Linked DNA regions of Pan troglodytes: region 1 is linked to region 2. The links are chromatin contacts, called in public Hi-C maps. All regions are on one chromosome and are shown on one strand. Each heading gives the region's core, a stretch centred on a gene start, on an enhancer-like site or on the middle of the called end of the contact. The rest is flanking DNA. Distances are from core to core; before and after follow the strand shown.

Evidence for each region. Hi-C and Micro-C count contacts between places; a contact is called where the count stands out from the background.
Region 1: a contact with region 2 is called in a Hi-C map of stem cell-derived neural progenitor cells, with 3 times the contacts expected there. The contact joins the enhancer-like site here to the promoter of GNAO1 in region 2. A contact is called at or near these places in 1 of 7 Hi-C or Micro-C datasets (stem cell-derived neural progenitor cells) and 1 of 1 datasets of contacts at active chromatin or transcription factors (stem cell-derived excitatory neurons).

Annotation. Positions count from the first base shown.
Region 1 is chr18:54,322,329-54,330,246 of NHGRI_mPanTro3-v2.0_pri, reverse strand. The region is part of intron 3 of GNAO1 (G protein subunit alpha o1); the gene reads right to left. Among named protein-coding and RNA genes, the nearest start is that of AMFR, 100 kb to the left of the region's middle. Within about 2 kb of position 5,941, at least 8 of the 24 cell types and tissues checked have an H3K27ac peak or open chromatin away from gene starts, as enhancers often do. A contact at or near this core is called in stem cell-derived neural progenitor cells, where this site is marked.
Region 2 is chr18:54,191,145-54,198,878 of NHGRI_mPanTro3-v2.0_pri, reverse strand. It overlaps GNAO1 (G protein subunit alpha o1), which reads right to left and starts at 5,636. Exons shown (of 9, transcript XM_510976.9): 1 at 4,622-5,636; 2 at 4,359-4,401. The coding sequence starts at 4,739. It also overlaps the pseudogene LOC104002630.

The DNA of each region.
Region 1 (7,918 bases), core at 4,692-7,191, 130 kb before region 2:
GCACCTGAGTCAGAACAAGTCAGGACCTGAGAGCAGGGTTGGGGACGCCTGCGAGGCAAGACCTTCCCTGGACCTGAGGATCACACGCTAATGTGGGGGCCCTGGAGCCACAACAGGCTTTGTAGGAGGACACTCAAGACGGTGTGATTTACAAACCGAGGCCACAAAGCTACTGTGCTCCCATGTTTGAGCTTCCATGTGTGGCCTGGAATTTAATGGGTCCCACTCCAGTAGGATGCATTCTACAGCTTGGGGACATCTGGGATAAATGATTTCCTGGGATTCTCCAGCAGACAGCCCAGGGGTCTAGGCCTTCCTGTTGTGGGACGGGGAGGGGTCCTGTGCTGGCAGCAACACCCCCTGGCCCCCCGCCCTTCCCACTCTCTCCTGTCTTCCACATTGGCTCAACTGCTCAAATTCAAAGACCAGGAGACCTGCTTGATTTCACTGAGTCCTTCCCATGCCCAGTGCCCTGCAGTTCTTCTTTCAAATCTGCTTTCAGCTGTCTGCTCCTCCTCATCTCCTCCCCGACTTCTAAGTCCAGGCCTCCATGGTTCCCTCCCATGGGCTCCCTGCCTCGGTCCTTCTCCTCTTCAGCCTGCTCCCCACACAGAAGGAGACCATTAGTTTCCTATTAACATCAATTCTCCCCTTCTTCTTTACAAAAAGAATCCAGAAATTTTTAGTTGGGCACACTGATATCCAACTAAAAGGCTGGATTTTTTTTTTTTTTTTTTTTTTTTTGCTTACAGCTAGTTGTGACCATGTGACAAATTCTGCACAAAGAAAGGTAAGCTGAAGTGAAGTAAGGCCTCAGGAAAGGTTGTTTTAAAGGTAAGGGGCACCCTTTTTCTCTCATTCCCTCTTTCCTAATGCCTGGAACTTGGATGTGATGGCTGGAGCTCTAGCAACTAAATGGGATCATGAAGACAAGGTCAACACCCTAGGGATAGTGGAATAGTGATCCAAAAACAGCCTAGGTCAAGGATCAGACTCCACACTATCTGAAGTCATCCTCACACTATCTTCAGTGTGTGTTTTCTTAATACTTAAATTCAATTTCTATCTTATTTAAGGCATAATTTCCAGAGTTTCTCGTATTCAGTTAAACTTAATCATAATGGGTATAGCTCTTCCTTTCAACAGCTGCCCATCATTCCCGCATTCCAGACTCCTTGGGGCCTACAAAGCCCCTGACTGCCTCTCTGTCCTGACATCCTCCAACTTGCCCCCTCTCACGGGGCTTCAGCCATACAGCCTTACTCCTGTTCCCCAAATAAGCTGGGTGCTCCATCTGTCCAGATCACTCTGGTCTCAGTCCCACCCTATCTCAAATGTCACCTCCTTAGGGAAGCCCACCTCCCTGCTCCCACAGCGCACAGCAACACCATGGTACAGCTGGTGCTGTATGAGCCTGGTCCTCAGGGCAGGGATCGTTTCCTGATTTCTCATGGTACCTGGGCCTCGCACCCTGCTTGGTAGAGAGTTGGTGCTCAGCCACGTCTGCAGGATGTATGGATCCTTGGCATTTTAATATGAGGCTTGGCCCCAGTTTCTCACTCAATCCTATCTATCCTCCAGCTCTTGTCAGTTTGTGTCTCATTTAATGATTACGGCAGGTGGGTATCCTGCTTAGGCGAGGGAGCTTCCTAAAGATCACATCGCCAGTAAGGAGAGCCTGGACTCAAAGTCAACCTCCTCTTGTGCCACAGCCAGCAGCTCTGGACTTCACATCTCAGACAAGGCCTGGCCACCTGAGGCCCAAGCTGAGAACTAACGCGTACCCAGCCCAGCCCCCAAGCAGAGGGAAGGGAGATGCATAAGACAGAAGGGCCAGGCCTGAGGGGAAGGAAGGGCTTTGCCAGCACAAAAAAAAGGATGGCGGGCTTCACAAGCAATTACTAGAGCCAGGGGAGACCCTACTCCTTCGTTTGCCTGCTTTTAGGGGTCTGGGGGACGGGGCTCAGGCTGAGCCTGAATTTCCCAACCAGGGCTCCTCCTGGGCCTATGGGTTGTGTGTGGTGGGTATTTTCTAGCACCATTCTTTCTGCTATGGCCCCATCACACTGCTGTTTCTTGCTGGTCAGAGCGTGCCTGGGTGCCCAGGCCATATGAAATGTGACAAAACACACGCATGTCCTCTGGGCAGACTCACCAGGTGCTGTAGTCTGATTGTTTATGTCCCCCTAAGATTCCTATGCTGAAATCCTAACCCCCAAGATGCTGGCGTTCGGAGATGGGGCCTTTGGGAGGTGATTAGGTTTTAAAGGTGGAGCTCTCACGAAGGGGGTTAGTGCCCTTATAAGAGAGGCCCCAAAGACCCACATCCCTTCCACCACGTGAGGACGCAGCAAGAAGGGGCCGTCTAAGAGAAAGTAGCCCCCACCTGATAGTGATCTACCAGCACCTTCATCTTGAACTTCCCGGCTTCCAGAACTGTGAGAAATAAATTTCTGTTGTGTATAAGCCACCCAGCATATGGTATTCTGCTATGGTAGCCTGAATGGATGAAGATACCAGGTCTGGCCTGTGAGTATTTTACGCGGGGCAGACGGCTAGAGCTGACTTCTTTAGAAAACTCACTGCGTGCTCCCACCCAGGCAGTTCTGCAGGAGAGACAGCAGTGACCGCTACCAGGTGGCAGTGAAGGCCTGCCCGCTCCTCTCTGCCCAGTCCTGTTCTCCTGGGCAGCTGCCCTCTCTGCCTTTGTGGCTTTTTTCTCGTTTTACGGCAGCAGAGCCCCAGTTCCCAGAAGTGAAGCACCCTTCTCCAACCCAGTCTGAGTGGTTTGCGTTGAGCTAAATCTCCCCTGATTCTAGGGGTGGACACATGCTCTGGGCTTGGCCAACCCATCTCACTGGCCTGTGAAGAGTCTGGGGTGGACAAAGAATCCCTATTTGTCAAATGAGACTAACAATCAGTCTCTAGTCCCAGCCAGCCCCAGGACACTTGTAGCAGCTATTAGGAAAGAGAGGCTCTCAAACGGAGGCCCCCTCTGAGTGTGCAGCCAACATTGAGGAAAGCAGAGCTGAGAGGGAGGCACCTGAGTCATGATAATATGTCAACGCCTGGATCAAGCTGCGCCTGCAGCCACAGAGACCTCTGGGCTTTCTAGTTACTTGAGTCAATCAATCCCCTGCTTTTAAAAATCCATTGGAGGATATGTTGTTTGTTTGTTTGTTTGGTTTATTTTTGCACTTGTACCCCAAATAGTCCCATTATGCCCCCTAGTCGGCCAAGGCTAATGTGTGGCCTACCTCCTGCAGGAAGACCCCTCCCATTCCTGCAGCGCCACTGGCTTTCCCGGCATCTGAGCCCGCTCCTCTCTTACTATCTGACCACACCCCGTGCACAGTGCCCACACGCCGTGTGGTGTTTCCTGTGTGGGTGGCCCCTCTCTCTCCCATGGGACTGGCATGGCACTAGCTGTGTTGTGAGCACTGGCCACATGCTGCACACTGAAGGCAGTCTGGGGGATTCAGTAGCAGGCAGTCCTGTAAGGAGTTCATGGACATGTGTGTCTGCCTGAGGCATGAAGGAGTGGGTCCCTCTTCCCACCACTGTCCCCATGGTTCTAAGGCCCAGCTACAGAGAGGAAGGGAGGGGGCTCTCTGCTGTGTGTGTGAGGGAAAACCTGACTGCATTTCCTCAGATGTATAGGTGCGGGTGGGATGGGTTTTGTAATCATTAAGGGCCCAGAATGCCCCCACCTCATCATTCCGCACCTGCTGGAATCCACCATGGAATCCAACATCTGATTCTCTTGCCACCCCACACCCTTCGAGGAGCCTCCTCTGCCAGCTTCCTTTGCTCACTCCCTCCTTGGACTTTTAGTGCTGCTCCATGCAGCTTTCTGGGGGCTTCAGACTGTAAATTCAGGAGCTACCCAGACCTGAGCTCCAGCTTTAGCTTCCAGCTTGAGCAAGGGGTATCATCTTTCTGAGGCTCAGTGTTCTCACCTGCAAAATGGGGATGACAGCACCATCATTTTCTCTGCAAGGCTGTTGCGTGAGCAAACGGAGGGCACTTAGCACAGGGATGGCCCTGAGGGGTGGGCTGCGCTGCTGTCCACCCAGTGGACGAGTATACATGGCTCCACCTCATAGGCTGCCCAGGGCTGCCACATAGAGATAAGAGCAACCCGCCCACCCTCATGATGATTGGGCGCATGGGAGGAGGATGGGACTCTTCTATGGGACATGGCTGGGACTGTGTATTTCTGAATGTTAACAGTAAGCGAGATGCCATTCTTATGGGTTTAGGATCAGGAGGCCAGGAGAGGTTGTCATTTCTCAAGGCCACCTACAGGACTCTTTTCCACATCAATGATTTAAAGACAGCTTTTTTTTTTTTTTAATCATATTTTTTATCATAGTAACCACTACAATCTTTCTGGTTAAATGATATCTCACTCTTAATGTTGACAAATAAATGGCTCAAAGCTGCCACAGTGGAGATGAGGCACTTTTGGGGAAGCTCAAGGCTCCGGAGAACCCCCTATGTAAACCTTTGCACGGCACCTGTCAGCAGCTGGAGAAAGGGGTGGGCAAGGAGAGGAACAGGCCTGTGGAGACAGGGCCCAGGGGACATTCCAGCATTGAGAGGGGTGGGGAGCATGGTACAAGTACCCCCCAGAAGTGGGTTGCTTTGGGCTGTTGCTGGGGAGCAGGATGCCTGGGAGGTGGTAGGGTAGTGATGCTCCAGAACTGGCATTACACAGGGGGTCCCTTATCCTGGCACACAGGCCCTGTGTCCTGCCACGAGGACATGTGCTGCTGGCGGCTGGTCACGAGTGTGCTGGGGAAGCAGCACCCTGGTGACAATCAGTATAACAGCCCATGGTGCGCAGCAGGGAGGGGTGCTGCTTCCAGAAAGCTCTCTCCAGTCAGCCAGCTGGTCCCTGGAGATAGAACCCATGCTCCTAGGAGGGGCGTAGGCTCCCAGAGCCCAGTCAGGGCCCTGCCCCCTGTGTACCCAGCTCCTACCCACCAGGACACAGACAGTCCCCCTGCACCAGCTTCTCCTGTCATAGCACCTTCTTCCCCGCTTCTCAGAGATGCAGCAGATGCCTGTCTGTCCTGTGCCACACCCCAGGGGTGGTGGTGGTGACCAAGAGAACCTGAGCGAAAAGGATAGAAGACCACATTCTCCACTCACACGCCAGGTACTGCAGGGACTTGGAAAAGCCCAGGTATATTCTTAGTGTGAAACTGGGATGGCAAACTGCACTTTTAACACTTGAGTCTTCAAAACCCTTCCCTTCTCTTCATGGCAATGTAAGCTTTTCAGCAAATATCAGTGGCAAAGAGGCTTGGAGCTAAAGCTTAATAAAAGGCCTCTTCCCTCTCAAGGGATGAGGTGCCAAGGATATGATGGGGAAATGAACAGGGATTTTCATTGTGTGACCCAAGTTCAAATCCTGGCTTCTGCATCTTTTTAGCCATGTGACCTTGGACTGAACAGTTAACCTCTGAGCCTCTGTTCTCTCACTACTCCCCACTGCACAGGGCTGTTTGTGCAGATAAAACGGGCTGAGGATGTGACACAGCTTTGCAACATGAAAGAAGCCTGCCAATGTTAGTTATTATAAGCAAAGATGAAATGCCTCAGACACAAACAACAAGCTGACACAAAATAAGCCTGCTTTGTACAAGACTTTCTAGGCAAGCATGATAATCTTGATAACAATAATCATAGTAATTATAATAATAACCCCTTCCATTTGAGGAGCTGCTTTGGATCATTCAGAGCTTTCCTCCATCTCTAATCTTTTAGGCCAAGTGAAGTGTGAGTCTGCAGACATGCACGCGCACGCAAACACACACACAAACCCAGTCCTCCAGTTGCAGGGAAAAACCTCCATCTGGCCCCACCCTGCCCCATGTACTGTAGTTGTCCCTGTACCCACCAGGGGGCAGGAGTGCACAGGCCAATGGGAGAGGGAGCGTGAGCTGGACCCGCCGAGCCAGAGACCAGGCATTGCAGGGCCGGGCCCGGCGGCCATCGCGCCTTCCTTGGGCTGCCGACTTGCTCTTCAACGCGAAGGGGCAGAGAGACCCCAGCCGCTGGGGGGGCCCAGCCTGGCCACTACAATTCCAGCTGGCAAAGAATTCTGGGTACTTAGTAACTAGCGCTCCCACCCAGGCCTGCACATCTGAGGAAACACCGTCACGTTCTCTCTGTTCTCTCCGGCACAGGAGAGAGCCCCCCGCCCCTCCCTCTCTGCAGCTGGGCGTCAGAACAGTGGGGAGCACTCCCTTCCGGGGCGGGGGTCTGCTTTCCTGGCCTTGGGCTGGCAGATGGCTCTCTGCCTGTGACTCTCAGTGGAAGTGCTACCAAATTGCCACCCCGGGCGCACGTTAGACATTTGTGACCAGTCTTTGGTAGTGGCAACAACTGGGGTGCTGCAGGCATTTGGCGGCTGGGGCTCTTTCCTCGCTTGGGCTTAGGATTCTGAGCAAGGCCTGCGCCTACAGAACGTCCTCAGCTCACAGGGTCTCTTGAGGAGGTGGGGGACCTCATGGGCTCACCATTGCTTTAGGGAAGGGAACCTTCCTGGTTCCTCAAAAAGATCCTGCAGCAGAACCAAGGATTCAGTGCCATCTCTAATCTTGCTTTCCTTCTCCATTTAGGATGATGATCCTCCCACTCTCTTCTTTCAAATCCACCCATCATCCCTTCTCCAGCCAGCCAGCCACACATCCTGCACCACCTACCCATCTATACATCATCTACCCATCAGCCACCCCAGTTCATCCATCCACTCACATCCCTTCCAACCCACCACCATCCCCTCCACTCTTCCCTGGCATCTATCTATCCCTTAGTTACTCATCCACTCCTGTTTGATCCAACTCGCCTCCCACCCATTCATTCTCTCCTTGATCCACTCATCCATTCACCCATCTACTATGTATCCATTTACACCTGCTAGGTGGCAGACACTGAGTGGGGTCTGGGCCTTAAGGACTTTAACATTTGACAAAGGGAATCTCCCCAGCTCAGTAGTTGGTGCCTTGAACACATCAGGGTGGAGGGAGAGCAGCCCCTGTGGTTTTCCCTGCCTCTGTCCCATGGTCCCTTCTGGGTCAGGGGTCTGTGACTGTGTTAAGCAAGGCTTTCCTGAAGTCCCCACCTGGGTTCAGAAAGCAGTTCAAACCTTCTGGATGCCCCAGGATTTGTCCTAAACCTTTCTGAGAACCTTACCTGCCTGGACCCAGGCTGTCCCCTGTGGAGTAAAGAAGGCTTGGGTTTTTTGATCCTTTCTTTCCTTTTCAGCCTCAGAACTCAGGGATCTTCCAATGACTGAGAAGCAGGTTTTTCCTAGACAGAAACTGCTTACTATGTTCCTTCCAGAACCAGGGGCCAGGGGGTGGGAAGGCGACTGTGGCCCAAGTCCTCTGAGGCCCTGTCACTGGTTCCCGCACACCTGAAAGTTTTCACCCAGAAACCACCTGTCAGTGGCTGGTACAGTTTCTTACTCCTGGCCCTGGCCACAGTTAAGCAGGAGCCAGGGCTAGACCTAGGAATCTTCCTTCCCCACAGATTGGAGGACGTCTCTGTGTGAAGCCCAGGGCTGAGTGCTGGGGACAGAACTGCCAGCAGGAACTGGACCCTGCCCTGCCCATGCCTGCAGTCCACTAGGGGCGTCAGATCCATCAGCACCAGCTGGGGAGTGGGGAGGCCACCCCAGGGAGGCAGGGTCTGGGCCTCAGGAGGAACAGGTTTGTGGATGGTGGGAGACATGGGGCTTCTCGGGAGGTGAGGAGGGAATTAAAGAGAGGTGAGGCGAGACCCAGGCAACACTGAGGGCCTTGACAGGCAACAGTGGGTCCTGGAGGCACCAGATGCTCTGGCAGCCATCAGCAGGGCCTGAGGACAGCAGTGGGGTCATGCAGCCCTAGAAGGTTAAACTTAG
Region 2 (7,734 bases), core at 4,387-6,886:
GTCAGCTGGGAGGAAAAAGCCATCAGCTTTTTGGTGACAGGTGACCTTTTAAGACAGCCTTTCCTGACAGGGTAGGGTCTGTTCTCTGAATCACATCCCACTTGTCAGGCTGGAATATTTGTATGAGCAATGACATCTTCATCAGGCAAATTCTTAAATTTGTTTTAAAATGGCACTAAGCAGGTACTGTGGGAATGGACGCACAACCAAAGTGCTCGATTTTATTGTGCCCATTTCGGTAAAGACTACCAGCTAGCATGCAATGCCTCATGGCCACCTTCGAACTCCCTTTCTAAAAATTCCACTTAATGCTCCAGAGACAGATAGCCTGAACTCAACATTACAGAAAATTCAGCACCTCGAATGAGGGCAAACTGTGGCTCCCAGAGCAATTCCGCAGTCCATTTTACATTTTCACCAGGTACATGGTCCAAGTGGGTGTCACTATTTGTTCAGAACTGGGAAGTCACTTAAAGCGATATTCTGTCAATTCTACACCTCATAAAATTACAACTTGTTATGGGATTTCTTTGTAAGGTTTTGGCAATTAAATAAAATTGACAATTCTTTAAAAATTTTCTGATTAGTCTGAATAACTCAGAGTCTTATTGACTGACTACAAAATGATGAGGCTGTATCACAGGTGAGGTCACAACCCCCTAACAAGCAAAATTATTTAAAATGCCATGCAAAAAAAGAGTCACTGATTACTCACACATGGTATGTATAAAATTATATTTGTGCTGTCTCAATTATCACTGTTTATTTCTCAGTACTGAAATGTTTTGGATTGTCTGACACAGAGCTCCCTCACACGAATTCACAATCACACACACAAGGGGGGGGAACCCAAAACACTATGTTCAAATACAAATTTTAATATAAGTACTGAGAATCAGGCTTTTCAAATGACACTCTAAACTGGTATCTCTTAAGCAGATGCACGTTTCCCCTTACAACACGTATCAAGCAGAAGAAATTTATGTCAGTATCTCTGCAATGTTCCTAGGCTGATGAAGATGTTAACCCTTTGTTCTAAATAGCAATTGCCAGCCGGTCCTTTATTATTTCACTTCAGTTACTATGGGAATATACGGAAGCCAGTTTCTTCAAATTAGCACACCACAACAAGGATGAGAACACAGGCTCAATGGAATGACTCTTTGCTCTTCTGGAAATGCTAAATAAAAGGAGTTTTATTCAGTGATGTCTGAATATCCATATTCTTCCTCTCAATCCAATGTGCTGAGCTATTAGACTGCAGCCCCCCATTAGGAAATCACTGGGTTATCACAGGGTATAACCTAAAGAGGGCTCTCTGTTGAATTTCATCTGTCCAGGTGAAACAACACAGCTTCCTAATTAACCTGTACATATGGCCTGATAGGTTGGTCACCAATTGTATTGCACAAGGAAGTTGGAAACTGCTTTCTATAAATGCCACCTAGATTTTCGGGCCTGGCCCCATCCACAGTAGAATTCTCCTGACTCAAAGTGACTCTCAGTCAAGTGGCCATCTCAAAAACCATCTCTGCAAGGGAGGACTCAAAAAAATTTGTTACTAGGATACAGTGACACCAATCCCACATTTTGTGGTTAACAAAACAAGTCCTGCATTCAGCTTGGCACAAGGCCCTGATCTGATGTATTTCAAGCCAAGCTGGAGGGCTCACAGGGAAAACTGCCATTCATGAATGCTTCAGGAGGACAGGATGCCAGGGTCCCTTGTGGCAAACCAGGAACCAGAAACTTTTGTGATGGACCTTTTGAACAGACCTACCCTACTTCCTAAAGAGAGTTGGTGTATTGTGCTTTAAAAAAAAAAATTGTTTTACCTACAAAATCTGTTTTCCTGACATTTTTCTTGAAAAAGGTGTCCTGTAAGGTTGAAAAAAAAAAAAAAAGGAGAAGTAAAGGGAAAGAGAAGAAATGCTCTGATTTCTGATTTAACAATCTCAAACATCACTCACTTCATTTTCCCCCCTCCTCGGTGTAACCAAATACAAGACACATAGGACTTTCCTGGGGAAGTCTACATCCAGCCTTCATTTAAGATTTCCTGCCCAGTACATAATTAGGAATTTTCATTCTAAAGTGGCACACCTATTTCCTCAGAGAGCTCAGCTCTCTTTGAATAAAAAAAGGTGAGGCACCCCTTTGGGGGATTCAGTATATATTTTTAAACTTCTCATTAAATCAACCTAATTTATGGGGCATGTTCAGGAAAAGCAGTTGCTTTGGCAGATGCAAAGTTAATTTGCAGACTCTGGCCTGTCCCCCTCCTCCTTCCCCTCCTGCGCACTCCCCTCCCCCGAGTATTTCCGAATGCTTTCGACCCCCTCCGAAGCGGCTCGGCTCTCTCCGCCGGAGCACCGACTCGGCTCCGAACACCGCCGACTCCCTCCGAGCCCCGCGCCCAGACCGCACCGAACCTAGCCGAGCGTCGCCGAACTGAGCCCCATCGACTTTTCCGGCCTCGGCTGGGCGCTGTCCACCACTTGCAACGCCTGAAACCTCATCTAGCTCAGGTGGCTGGGGCTTCTACTGGGCTCCGAGTCCGCCACTGCTGATTACAGACTTCTGAAGTTTTAAAACGTCCCCCCTTCGGGAGAAAGGGGTGGCGCGGCTTGCATTTACAGATCTGCAAGGGCTCCAGACAGATGCAACATGCACCTTGTTGCAAAGGGCAATTCCCCAGGCCCCGCCTCCCCATCAATTTGGGTTGCACAAGCTCAAGAGAAGCCCCAAGCTAAATTACTCTTGGCTCAGAAGGGTGCGGCGAGCCGAGGGGGGCTCTGCGAAGAAAGCCCCAGGGAGCTCTCGAACAAAAATAAGAACATGTCAAGCAGATGGGAAAATTGTCTCCGAGTCGCTACTCCCTACCATCATGGCGCCGCCTAGAACCCGCTTGTCATGCCTGTTACACATGCAAGATTTTTTGCATCTTGGTTCTGAAACCGCAAGCATGCTTCGTCTCCCACTCCCACCTTCCCACGAAAGGGGTTTTTATTTTCCATTGTTTCCCTACGCGATGCAATTATTTCGGCTATTCTGTCAAGTTGAAAAATAATCATTTTTGTTTACTGCACAGCAACCCCTAATTAGGAGCTGTGTGTGCACGAAGGTGTCACAGCAAAGCGACGTGGAATCTTCGCTAAACGGTCTAAACGAACTCCTCCGTCTCGAACTGACAGGCCAACCGAAACAGGAGGCCCGGAGGGCGCACACCCCTTCGCTGCCGGCCACCCCCTCCCCAAGCAAACCTGCCTGTGGGATCACCAGGAACCGCCGAGTGGATAGGGCAAGAAGCGAGCCTGCAAGTGGAAAGGAGGGGCGAGGCTCCTTATTGAGAAAGTGTGGAAGGGAAGGAATATCCCATTTTGTTTTAATTTTCAACCATCACTCAAATCCACCCCCAGTTAATTAGGAGGGGAAACTGATAGCTAAGGCAGAAGGGGGCGGCGGCAAGTGGGGCCTGAAATCCGCATTGTGGGTAGATTACATGGAACACGGCCTATGCAGAGTGTAAATAAATACACTGATAAAGGCCACGGAGCGAACGAAAACTGCGGGTGTCAGGAGAGCAATGCTGGGAGGGTGGGGGAGGAGAGGAGCTGGGGGCAGCAAGGGGCGGACATTCAGCCTCACAGGCAGCTTCCCTCCCCCTTCCACCTCTACCTTGGATAAAACTGTGCCCGTCACCTACGTTTGGAAACCCACTCCTTCCCCTAGCACACGACCCCTCCCCTAACCCTGGCCCTCTTTTTTTTTGGGGGGGGTGCGAGGGGATGTAGAAACCACAGCCTCCAATTCAGCACCAAATGCATGAACAGCAGACACTTGATCCTCCACCCCAGTCTAGGGCTGGGTCCCCTCCATGTTAGCCAAGTTCAAAATCACTGCCCCAGGAAAAGAGCAGGGGGAAGTGGGATTACGGACCTTGGGGGATAGGGAGGTATGGAGGGAAGAGGAGAAAGAAATAGAGACAGAATGAAACAGAGACACAGACAGAAATGGAGGCAGTGAGACACAGAAAATATTCCACAAGCAAGAGTAATGATCATAATCATGCCAATAGTGTGATGTTCTGATCAATATGGCGGACACTGTCATTCATACAACTACAGGCGCTCCCCTTCCCCCTCCCAAAAAACACCCACCCAGGAGTTAGGGTGGAGGACCCAGAACCAACGTAGGGAGTGGGGGAGGGGAGTCAAATATAGGGGTGTGTGTGTGTGTGTGTGTGTGCACGAATTAAAAAACAGGCCTGGAGAGCAATGTGGAGTAAGCAATGTAATAAAAACGATTTAAAAATTATTCTTAATAAAAGTACGAATCCCAATGCCACAGGGACTTACTTCATCTGCTTCACAATGGTGCTTTTTCCTGATTCTCCAGCCCCTGTTGGGACACAGACAGTGGGGAAAAACTGGTGAGTGTCAGCTTAAGGGAACAGGGGGAGGGGGGGACTAAGGCATGCGAGGGGGTGGGCGATCCTGGGCACATGGTGGTGCCAACTTGGGGACCAGGTCTCCCGGGCGCGAGTGGGGTGGGGGAGCTGGTGGCAGGGCGTGCGGAGTGGCCGGGGTCGGGGGATGGGGGTAGCAGCGGCGGTCCTTACCGAGCAGGAGTAATTTCACGTCTTTGGCGGCGCTGATGCCATCCTCTTTGAGGTTTTTCTCAATCGCCTTGCTCCGCTCGAGGGCGGCTCTCTCCTCTGCGCTCAGAGTACATCCCATGGTGGCCCCTTCCCTGCCACAGCCCGCACGACTCGGCTGGCACGGCTCCCCGGCTTGGAGCGCCCCCCACCCCCCCAGAGAGCAGAGCCTGGGCTCAAGGGGGGAAAATCACGATATCCTCTCCTGGGCTGGAAACAAAAATGTCGGGAAACCAGAACCCTCCAAAAAGACAGCCGCTAACAAGATTCCAGCAGCGGAGACTCGCGGCAGCTGGCAGGGGTCTGGGGTTGTCGAATCGAGGGTGGCCGGGGTCTGGGGCTCCGGAGCCAAGGGAGGAGGCGCCCGCGGGCCGAGGAGGCGCGGACTGCAGGCACTGAGGCTTGTGCACGACCCAAAATAAATAAAATAATAGTCGAGGCTGGAGCCGCAGCCGGAGCCGACAGAGGGTGGGGTGGGGGGCAGGGTGGGTCCTGCTGCCGCGGCTGCCGGAGGAGGAGGAGGCGGCGGCGGCGGAGGAGGAGGTGGAGGAGGCGGCGGCGGCGGCGCGGGATGTGGAGGGAGTGAGTTAGGGGGTGCTGCTAGTGCATGTGCATCGCCGCTCTTCAGCCGTCGGTGCGTCCGCGGCGCCTTCGCCGACCCCCGCGCGCTGGGCAGGGTTGGGCAGGGGGCCGGGCCGAGGGGCAGGTCTCTAGCGGGAGGCGGCGTCGCTGTCTCCCAGAGCTCGCATCGCTCGGTGAGCCTACCGGAGAGAGAGGGAGAGCGCCAGGGAGCCGCAGCCAGCCGGGAGCTCGAGGGAGAGGGAGAGAGAGAGAGAGGCAGGGAGGGAGGGGAAAAAAAAAATGGGAGAGCGAACAAGCGCGCGCGCGCCTGGGCCCGGGCGCGGGGAGGAGGCCAGCGCAGCGCGCGAGTGCGCCAGCGGCTCTGCGCACCCGGCTCCGCAGGCCGCCAGCTGACGTCAGCAGGGCCGCGCGCCGGGCCCCCGGGACGGGGAGGGCGCGGGGCGGGGGAGGCGCGCGCCGGAGTTCGCGTCAGCCGGCGGCGGCGCGCACACGCGCTCGCGGAGCGGCCTGCCCCTCCCCCCAGCGCCCTCCCGGCCCGCGGCTCCCCCGGGGTGGGTGCTTGCGGGACTGGCGGGGGCGGGGAGTGGGGCCGGGCGCGCGCCGGGGCGCCCCACCCCGCCCCCGCCCCCGCCCCACGCGCCGGCGGCGCGGACCTCCTTGTCAATGGGAGCGCGGGGCCGGGCTGCCCGCAGGACGGTCAGGTGGGCCCCCCAGCTCGCTGCCAGCGCGGCCTCTGTCCCTCTCGGGCCGGCTCTCCATCTTGTCGCCCGCAGCCCGCCTTCTCCGTGGCTCTCCAGCCGCTGGGGCCGCAGAGCCGAGGCCGGGTTACCTCAGGAAACGCGATGTGGTAGTGGGTCGGAATAAACCCGCGCGCCCCAGAATTCGCCTTGGGGGCGTAAGGACAGATTCGGACTTCTCGTTTCCTATGTCCACATTTATTGAGCACCTAATAGGTGAGACCCGAGGCTGTAAGAAGAGGAACGCAGCGGGCGGAGAAAAGCCAGAGCTTTTTCTCTGTGAGCCGCTGCCTCCAGGGCCATAGCCGACCCTGCTCCGAGATCCCAGCCGCCGCTCTCCGTGCAGGAGGGGTGCCCACCCTGGGGAGGCCAGGGTGCGCGGAGTGGAGGGACAGGGCTTCAAGCGACCGGGAGTTACCAGCAAACCCCTGATCCCTGAGCAGTTTATTTTAAAAGCTTTTGCAAATGTTGGACGGTTTCGTTTGGTGGAGGCCGTCTTTGCACTAAATTCTCCTGTCCTCCCCCTTCGAAACGCACAAAATGAATTTTGAACAGATTTTGGATGAGAGGTTTTCTTCCTTTTTTCATCTTCTGAAACATTTCCCCCTCATTTCTTCTCAGATAAAGACCCAGAAACCCGGGACAGTTACTCGGTGTACAGCTAGTCAAATACTGAGGAAACCAGTCGATATTTGCCAAAGATTGGGCATGTTCTGGGTGGTCTCAGATTTTGAAGAAACGACTTTTTTACTGCACAAAATAGTTTTACAATCAGTTCCATCAGACAGCCCCAGGGGCTCTCCTAGGGAAAGGGGCCAATAGGCAAGGTTGCATGGGGATAAGAGAGGCAAGCGGCCAGTGGAAAACGTTTTTTGTTTTTTTTTTCCTAACAGTTGGGCATTTCTGTAGCTCTGAAAGCAAACTTGTTTGTTTCATTTCAACGATAGAAAAAAAACCACTCCTGTTTTGGAAATGTAACCCAGCATAAAAATACATTTGCAATGGGGAAAAAGAAAGCAGTTTAGGGCCACCCAGAAGAAAATATTTTTTCCCTGATTTTTTTTTTAATTTGGTATTTCCCAGTGTGGGTTTGCCTCATTTTACAAATAGCTGCCCATGTCAAGAGGTGGGTATGTGATTTAAATATTTTAATTTGAATCACATTTTACATAGTCTAGGAAACTGACAAAAGAATCCTATAGAGAATTGTTTTATAAAGTGAATAACTGCTTCTCTACCTACCTGCCCCTCTCATTCTTCTTTTCTGTGCGTGTTTTTGGGGGGCTGTTATGGGATAAATCTTGTTTGGCTTAAAAATCACTAAAACGCAGCCTTTCAAATCCAAAACAGAGAGCTTAGGTACCCAACATTCTATAGAATGTATTATTTCCTCAAGAGGTTGCTAGGAACAGTTATGTAGATCTACCAGGTGCAGGGAAGCACTCCACACTCTCACCCAGGTCCTGTATCCCTGCAAGACTGCGTTGGAAAGACTGAAGAGGTAAGAATATACCGATTTAATTGCGGATTCCGGGTCACATTTCACGTTTCCATGCTCTTTCTTTGAAGTAATTTTTAATTTAAAATCTTAGGCTCTTGGATTATTTGGGTTTGTATGGTTGAATGAAACTATCATTGACCTTAGGTATATTTATTTCTTCTTGGTATCAGACCTAGTATGATGGAGGCACAAACCTGTTTTGCGTTTTTCTTTACTCACTCTACTTATTAAGCACCTACCTACCATGTACAGGGTAA